Linked DNA regions of Mus musculus: region 1 is linked to region 2. The links are chromatin contacts, called in public promoter capture Hi-C maps. All regions are on one chromosome and are shown on one strand. Each heading gives the region's core, a stretch centred on a gene start, on an enhancer-like site or on the middle of the called end of the contact. The rest is flanking DNA. Distances are from core to core; before and after follow the strand shown.

Evidence for each region. Promoter capture Hi-C pulls out the DNA fragments that hold promoters and counts their contacts.
Region 1: a promoter capture Hi-C map of the HPC-7 cell line shows a contact between it and region 2. The contact joins the enhancer-like site here to the promoter of C1d in region 2. A contact is called at or near these places in 2 of 39 promoter capture datasets (the HPC-7 cell line and embryonic stem cells) and 4 of 115 datasets of contacts at active chromatin or transcription factors (embryonic limb bud, extraembryonic endoderm stem cells and stem cell-derived neural progenitor cells).

What each region holds. Positions count from the first base shown.
Region 1 is chr11:18,960,995-18,965,480 of GRCm38.p6, reverse strand. All of the region lies in intron 7 of Meis1 (Meis homeobox 1), which reads left to right. Among named protein-coding and RNA genes, the nearest start is that of Gm16141, 26 kb to the left of the region's middle. Within about 2 kb of position 1,595, at least 33 of the 459 cell types and tissues checked have an H3K27ac peak or open chromatin away from gene starts, as enhancers often do. A contact at or near this core is called in the HPC-7 cell line, where this site is marked.
Region 2 is chr11:17,254,891-17,259,013 of GRCm38.p6, reverse strand. C1d (C1D nuclear receptor co-repressor) reads right to left here and starts at 1,467. Exons shown (of 5, transcript NM_020558.4): 1 at 1,356-1,467.

The DNA.
Region 1 (4,486 bases), core at 346-2,845, 1.7 Mb before region 2:
GAGCCCAGTCCCCAACACTGGGAAAAAAAGGCAAATTTTTAAATCTAATTTATAAATTATTTGTGTATTGATAAAAATCAGTTGGCAATGCCATAATTGCTTGTAGTCTTGGAATTGATCTACTGGTTGCAACTCAATAAATCTTCTCACTACACAAGAGTGAGAGAAGGTTCAGTCGTGAACTTTGCTTAGTAAACACTCCTACAGAGCCTTGCTGCTGTAACATCTGCCTTAATCAATACAAGAGTGGGAGAGACAAGCAGAGGTTTCATTTTCCTCAAGTAAACAGACCCCAGTGGCTTACCTGCCAAATTCATGTTTCCAAAGTTAATTCTTCCTGGTTACACTGCTGCAGACCTGCTAAAAGGGAAGTATTATTTGAAGCCATTTCTTTGTTTATAAGAATCATTGTTTGTGATGTAATCCTTTTAAAGATCTAGCCAGTGCCCACTTGCCTGCATAGAGACTATACTATATTATGGGCAGCCCCGTTCACTTGGTTGTCAGAAAACAGATGTTTAATTGTTACTGCAAAGGGTCTTTAACAAACCAACTCTGGGGTACAGGTAGCAAAGCGAGCCTTAGCTATCTAGGAAAGTAACAGTGTCTTGCCTTGGAAGCTTGTGAGTACCCCCTTGATACAGCAACCTGTGTAAAGATTTGAACCTGTTTTGAAGCTCAGGCACATGAAAGAAGGATTTTTACACTGATTCCTCGTGCTGGCGTCTCTTAGGGGTTGTATTGCACTAAGATGTATCAGCAATTGTTAATCTAAACTCTCAGCCAATTTGCTTAAATGTTGGAAGCTAGCAAGATGTGGAGCACGCAATGCCATTGTCGCGAATTTCACTGTGGTCCCAGTCAAGTGCAGAGTGTTGCTAGAGCATTGTGCTAATTTTAGCCTACAAAGAGGATGAAGATAAACTGCCATATGCTGTCCTGGTGATAATATTCAAGTGCAAAATATTCCATAGAGAGCCTTATTGTCTCAGTTAGGGAAGCTTGGGTGAGAGTTAAGCAAATTTCTGCTCAGTAGGTTTATAAGAAATAATGAAGTAAAACAATTCTCAAATGTAGGTAGATGAAATCTGCTAAATTTATTTTGGTTTCATTGACTTTCATGGGAGTTGACAGAATTAGTTTTGGTTTTATATTTGATGCAATTCTATCTATTTTTCACATGTAAATCTTACAAATCAATCTGAATAAATATTGATCTCTTTCAGAGCTGCAAAAAAATATATAGTTTGGACTGCACAAAGCTGCTTAAAAGACAGCATTCCTTGAAGTCCAATAAAGGAATAAAGTGACCTGTTCAACTGGTTTAAAATAATCCTTTAAAAAGCCCCTTCCCAGATGAAAAAGCCAAACTGCATCACCTCTCCATGTTTGGTAGAGCCCAGGTCTACAGTTTCACTGCAGAGAGCTTGGCCTACTTATTTGTCACTGAGACCACTTCACAGTAAAGGAATTCTTAGCTCCTGATAACATGAGAAAAATCCAACGAGCCCAGCACACTTGCAGATGAGCACAGAGCGTGTAGACGAGTTTTGAGGCTGCAGCTTTGTGTTAACAACTGGCGAAAGGCTTGACCTCTCAGTGGCCTCGGTCAAACAAACCCCCAGCTCAAGAGCTCTCCTCTAACAGGCAAGAGGACCAAAAGAGGCCAGGGCCATAAAACGAGGTTATGGACATGCAAGCTGACTTTCTTAAAGATTTAGTCCACATGTCTGTGGGGAGACCTGGTGGCCGAGGGCTCGACCCTCCTCAGCTTTCCCTGTCTGTCTCGGTTTCCTTCGATGACAGTGGCCATGCACAGGTGTCTCTCCCATTCCCTAGCAATATGATCTGGGGTATGATTCAGAGTTGAATGAGTGGGCTGAGGGCCACTGATGGAAACATTTGATAGTGTGTAAAATAAAAGCCCTGGCAAGGAGGAGCTGAACAGGCTCCCATTGTTTGTCCCCACACTTGTTTTTATAGAGGTTCTCACAGGAACAAATAAATTGAAGTAAATAAAAGCAAAATAGCACTGTTGGTCATATCGTGGCCTCACACATGCTCGCACATCAACTTGGGCAGGAAACTAGCAGAGGTCTGTTCCCTACCATTTACGTTGCATCTTTATCTCTCGGGGCATTGTTTGCCTGCAGAGTGCCTAAACCTCAACTTCCCAAGTAAAAGCTTCCTGTTGCTTTTAAATATAGTTTTCTTACAACAACAAGAAAAAAATGCATTAAGGAAGCCAACCTGGGGGGTCGGGTGAGATAGAAAAGAAGAAAACAGGTCTAGTCCAATGTAGCTGTAAAGCATTGCTCAGAAGCCTGGGGCTGGCAACTCTGGGCTCATTAATGGCCTTCTACAGAATACAGCTATTGGATCCATCCCGTGCCTTCTCTTGAGGTCAGAGGTGAAGCAGGCCCGAGACATGTCCAGTGTTCCTCATATCTCCCTAGTGTTGTCTTCATGTCGCTGGGTTTTGAACCTTGTTTGTGGCTGGACATTTCTGCCTTTTTCAATTGTGAGTCAGAAAAGGACTTGTCTTTCATTACGTTAGCTCACTGTGAGGTCCTTTCATGTCACTATGTCTGAAAATAATAGTGTGCATCTCATAGAAGGTACATCTTAGTCCACCTCAATGGGTAGGGCTTGCTGTGAGCCTTCCTACAGTTTGGGAGGAGAGTGGGGTGGTTTTCTCAGGCTTGAATATAAACAATATTGTTTATGCTGTTTCCATTTTCCTAACCCTCTGTTTGTGCAGGCCCTAAAACAAGGGGATCTGTTTTGAATTTAAAAAAAAAATTAGTGTATGTTTTCAGAACCAATCTATCAAGTTAGGCCAAGGAATGCCATCAGAATCATGGTTAAGAGTTACCAAATTCTGGCTTTCAAAACTTACTTGACAGCCATTTAAACTGCTGGGTTGATAATCACAGGGTGTTTGGAACTTAGTATATCCCTTTTAATGCCATGATGGAAGTGGTTCACGTGGGTCTGATTCTCCTGTGCATTGCCTGATATGCCAAAGGCCACACCACCAGAGCCACAGTTTTCAAAGGAATTTCCATACTGCTAAGATGTGGACGGCATTGTGTAAGTGGAGTTTACTGAGGATATTTGATTTTACAAATCTTTCATAAATTGCTAGATGTACAGTGAATTAAGTATGAAAGGGGAAAAGCTGATTAAAACACAAAAGCAATGAGAATGTATGTGTGTGTGTGTGTGTGTGTGTGTGTGTGTGTGTGTGTGTGTGTGTGTGTGTTAATGTGTGTGAGGGAGAAAGGTCAAGAAGAAGGTGGCTCCAGGGGCACTCTAGTGTGCACATGTGAGGAAGGCATTGAACAGTCTTTGTCCCATTAAAGCAGAGGAGACAGCCAGCTTGTCATGAAGTCCCTAACACTTTCAGTCTGTCTAACTGGCTCAGCCTGTGCAGACAGCCACATGTGTTCTGTAGGTATCAGAGAACGACACATGCCTGCAGGTGGCTTGAGCACGGGAGCACAGGAAGCAGGCCTCCTTGGTAGGTTTCTCAGCTACCCAGCATCAACTGGGGTTGGATGCTGAGGCCTCAGTCCCTAGTCCAGCTTGGTTTCCCGAGTTCCATGCAGCACACAGGTTGATGATTCATTAGGTGGCATTTTACTATCCTGCCCTGGAAAGCTGTCTCTTGGACAACTAAGCTACTAGACTGCTCCCACTCCTGCATGCAAGTCCTCAGCTGGTTCATTCAAGCACTCTCCACATGTTCCTGGAGATGCCTGGAACCCGGCCACTGAGAGTATCTTGGGAGACTGTAGATCTCATTTTGCTGTTACCGTGTTGCATGTAGGTGCTAGTGAAGTGTGACTAAAAGCTTGCCTCATTGCCTGAATTAGAATTGCATCTTAGTTGTACTGCTGAGTACACTGAGAGTCTCTTGCTACAACTTGACCCATGCCCATGCCCACAGACCACCCCCCCCATCTTCATAAAGTAGAATCAGAGGAAGTCAATACTGTGCCAGGTGGTCTTTAAACTTCGGGGTGCATTGAGGCCCTTGCAAGCAATGGCTGATGTAGCAGATGCACACATCAGTATATGACCCATGAAATGCAGACTAAGTTCTATAAGTCCAGTGGCCCTGCAAGAGCAGCTGCTATCCTTTAACACTCTGATGCAGTCAGGATTGTTGGAAAGACTGATATTTCCTTTTCCATTATCTAATCTTGAAGGCATAAATGAAGACGGAGTTTGCCACTCAAGCCTCCGCTCTTCTGTAGAACTCTTCCAGCGACGGGATTAACATCTGGACAGTTCTGTTCCACATTCTCACCCTCTAGCTTAGGGTCTTGTTGGCTTCCAAGCTGTGATGTTTGCATCTTGTTTTCTAGTTATGGGTTAGACCTCAAGTCACCATAAGGACTGGGCAATTCCCATCTTGTTGCTCTTCCTGTGGTGGTTTTCTTAGAAACAATTCCTCTTTCATATCTATCTTCAAAAGATG
Region 2 (4,123 bases), core at 218-2,717:
TGTTAAGACTGGAGCCACACCAGAATCAACTTCTAATTTAATGCTTACTTCAACATGTTTTCAAAATGAAAGAAAGAAAGCAGCAAAAACTATCTTCTCAAAAATGTGGGGCTTGTTTTTACAATTACCTCTAAAGTAATAATAATACATAAGGTTGTGATGTAGACAAAATAAATATCAATAAAACTCTTAAAGCTATACTCCATTAGTAGAATGCTCAAAGTACTAGTTCATAATATTAGTTATTATTTAAGAAAGTGGAAATAACAAAGAGGTAATCCACTGTAGACTATTCAGAGCCATACATGAAGAGTCAAATGCTTGCAAACAAGTGCTACTGTTTACCCATAGAACTTTTCAAAGTTAAAAACAAGAGAAAACTGCATCCCTATAGGTACCGGAAAGCATCCACAACATCTCTGATTTGGGAATTTCACTTCTATTACTAGAAAACAACAAAAACTGTTCACACTGTCATCTTATCTTGTAACAAAACAATTCAGTCTATCAATTCCACCATCCAGAAGTAGTTTTCTAAAGTTCAATAAGGATAGCTGTCATTTATAAATAAAAACTAACGTTGATACTTAGTTCTGTCTACTCTTAGTCCAAACAGGTTAATAATTACACCACAGACATCTCACCAGGGCAAATACACCTTTTCCAAGCCAAAACTAAATTGTAGTCAACACATTTTAAGTCATTAACGCTATCTTCCAACAGAAATTTGAGCCACGATGAAATTTTCCCAGATGACACTGAAAAATTCCTCTTAATACAATCCGCTACAGCAGAAAGCTGCCGGCCCGGCCCGGTTTCCCACGCCTTTAATCCTAACACCTAAGAGAGGGAGGCTGATCTCGGAGTTCGAGGCCAGCCTGTTCTACAGATCGAGTTCCAGGACAGCCAGGGCTATACTGAGAAACTGTGTCTCGGAAAAGAAAAAGTAAAATTAAGGAAACCCTTGTTTCAAAAGGGCTAACACTGCCACCGCAAGCATTCCGACCTTGGGCGGAACAGGAAGGGCTGCACGCAAAGTTACTTTTTCCACCTTCCATTTTGTCTCCGTTTAGATTTGGAATCAGCTAGAAGCTGATGGCGTTGGGTGTTTTACTTGTCGCTTTTCAACCTCTGAAAGGCAACGTTAACAGTGGCAGCGAAATGAAGACGGTATTGACAGAGAAACTAAAGGCCAAAGCAAAGCCCGAGAGCCGCCACTGCAGGGACTACGCTAGAAGCGAGCAGTCCCGCTCGGCTCCTCCCAGTCGGCCACAGGACGGACGTGATCCCGGGGTGCGGGAAAAGAGACTGTGACGGGAGCACGACAAGCACCCGAACGCGGTTCTGCACAATACCTCAATACCGTGGACGCCTGTCTCCGGGAAATAGGTCGCACGATGATGACGCCATGACACGGCTTCTGCCTGCCGCCCGTGCGTCTCTCCCGGTCGTGCGCGTGCGCACTTCAGTCCCGAGGCTTGCCCCGCCTCTGTCCATCCAGGAGCTAAGTGCAGTGGTCTGTCTGTCTGTCTGTCTGTCTTTCTTTCTTTCTTCTGTCTGTCTGTCTGTCTTTCTTTCTTTCCTTCTTTCCTTCCTTCCTTCCTTCCTCCCTCCCTCCCTCCCCCCTCTCTCTCTTTCTCTTTTTGACACATTTTTTAATTAACTATTTATTTACATTCCAGGCGTTACCCCCCTCCCGGTCCCCCACCCAGTTCCTCACACCATTCTGCTCCCCATCATCTATCTCCCCATCCCCCATTATTGGGGCCTCAAGACCCTTGGGAATTGGACCCATCTTCTCCAACTGAAGCCAGACTAAGCAGACCTCTGCTACATAGGTCCCAGGAGGCTGGGGAATGGGTGGCACTTGGCTCAGCCCATGTATGCTGCCTGGTTGTTGGCTCAGCCTCTGGGAGCCCCCCGGGGTCCGGGTTGGTTGAGACTGCTGATCTTCCTATGGGGTCACCCTCCCCTTCAGCTCCTTCAACCCTTCCTCTAATCCAACCGTAGGGGTCTCTAACCTCAGTCCGACAATGGTTGGGTGTAAGTATCTGCCTCTTTCTCAATCAGCTGTTGGTAGAGCCTCTCAGAGTGGACAGCCATGCTAGGCAAAGAACTTAAAGGTCTCCCGCCAAGGTGGCAAGATTGGAGTCGAAGGCCCTGGCATTTTGTCTAGATTAGGCTTCTTCAAACTGAATGTTCCTTACACCTTTGTCCATTTCTTTGCTTTGATGGAAGTTGGGTCCCTCCGGACCAAACTGTGCACCTCAGATTAATCTTTGGAGGGGCTTCCCTAATATAGTGCCCGATACCTGGTTAGGTGATAGTTATGAAAAATAGTTTCAAAAATTAAATGAGGGTGTGAAGATATGAAAAGTACAAGTTCATATTTTGTGTTGTTTTTGTTTTTGAATGGGTCTCACTGTGTGATATAGCTGACCTTGAATTCAGGATTATCAGTACTAGGGTTACAGGCCGTGCCATCATTCCTAACTGTGTTCGATAGTTTTATGTCAACTTGGCACAGGTCTCCTGAGTGGAAGGAATCTCAATTAAGAAAATGCCCCATAAGGTCAGGTTGTAGGCAGTCCTGCAAGGCATATCATTAGTGATTGACAGGGGAGGGCCCAGCCAATTATGCATGGTGCCATCCTGGACTGGTGGTCCTAGGCTGTCATAAGAAAGTAGGTTGGGCAAGCCATGAGCTCCTGCCTCCAGGTTCCTGTCCTGTTTGAGTCCCTGCCTTTACTTCCTTAGGCAAGAGCGGTAATATGGAAGAGTAAGCCCTAACCCCTTCCTTCCCCAACTTGCTTTTTGGTTATGGTGTTTCCCTGCCACAATAGAAGCCCTAAAACACTAACAAGGTTTTTTTTTTTTTAATATGTATGTATGTATGATGTTTGTTGTTGTTCTTCTTCTTCCTTCTCCTTCTCCTTCTCCTCCTTCTCCTTCTCTTTCTGCTTCTTCCAAACTGTGCCACCATTCCTAACTTACGTTTTTCGCTTTTTTTTTTTTTTTTTTTTTTTGGTTTTTTTGAGACAGGGTTTCTCTGTGTAGCCCTGGCTGTCCTGGAACTCACTTTGTAGACCAGGCTGGCCTCAAACTCAGAAATTCGCCTGCCTCTGCCTCCCGAGTGCTGGGATTAAAGGCGTGTGCCACCACGCCCGGCGTAACTTACGTTTTTTATTTATTTTTTAAATCTCTGTGTGTATGCCTGCAAGTGCATGTGAACATGCCCTACAAAGGCCAATAAAGAGAACTGGATCCCCTGGAGCTAAAACTACAGGGGGCCATGAGCTGCCTGAAAAGGGTGATGGAGACAGAACCTCAATCACAGAAAGAGCAGAAAGCCCTGTTAACCACTGTGCCATCTGCAGTCCCTAGTTCTTTAAATGATAATTTTTAGTATACATAAATCACATTCAATTGTTGTAACAGGATCAAACAGTACAAAAACTACATATCACTCAATAGTAGCAAACATGAAATACTACATGCCTGTGAAGTCACTTTAAGCAATCATCCTGCGATTCTTAAAGTTCTTAATGTGGTCATGATTTGCTTCTACTTTGCTTTGCAGTTTGCAGAGGTTAGTATATAAAATGTTCTGTTGTCACGCTGTAATAAACCACATAACACAGCAACACTGGTAGGATAAAATACTTTAAAGCTGTTTCAATACAAGGCATTTCTACCATTTGAGTCTCAGCAATGGAAATCTAGTCTTCAGGCTTAGTGATAGACACCTTACCCAGCTGAGTCATCTCATGGGTCCCTCAAATTAAACGTTCATCTAAGATGATATAACACTATATCTTCAGTATTCATCATCAACATCTATGCAGTCCGTTGTCAGTTCCAACAACATCGATCATTTAATATTAACTTTTAAAGTTACTAAATTTCATTTAATTACCACTGAATTACTTGGGGGTATTCTTGTGGATGATAATCAATTACAGATTTGGGGATGAAGAGAGTTGAGACAGGGTTTCTCTGTGCAACCCTGGCTGTCCTGGAACTCACTCTGTAGACCAGGCTAGCCTCAAACTCAGATCTGCCTGCCTCTGCCTCCTGAGTCCTGGGATCAAAGGTGTGTGCTAATTACAGATTTTACACATTG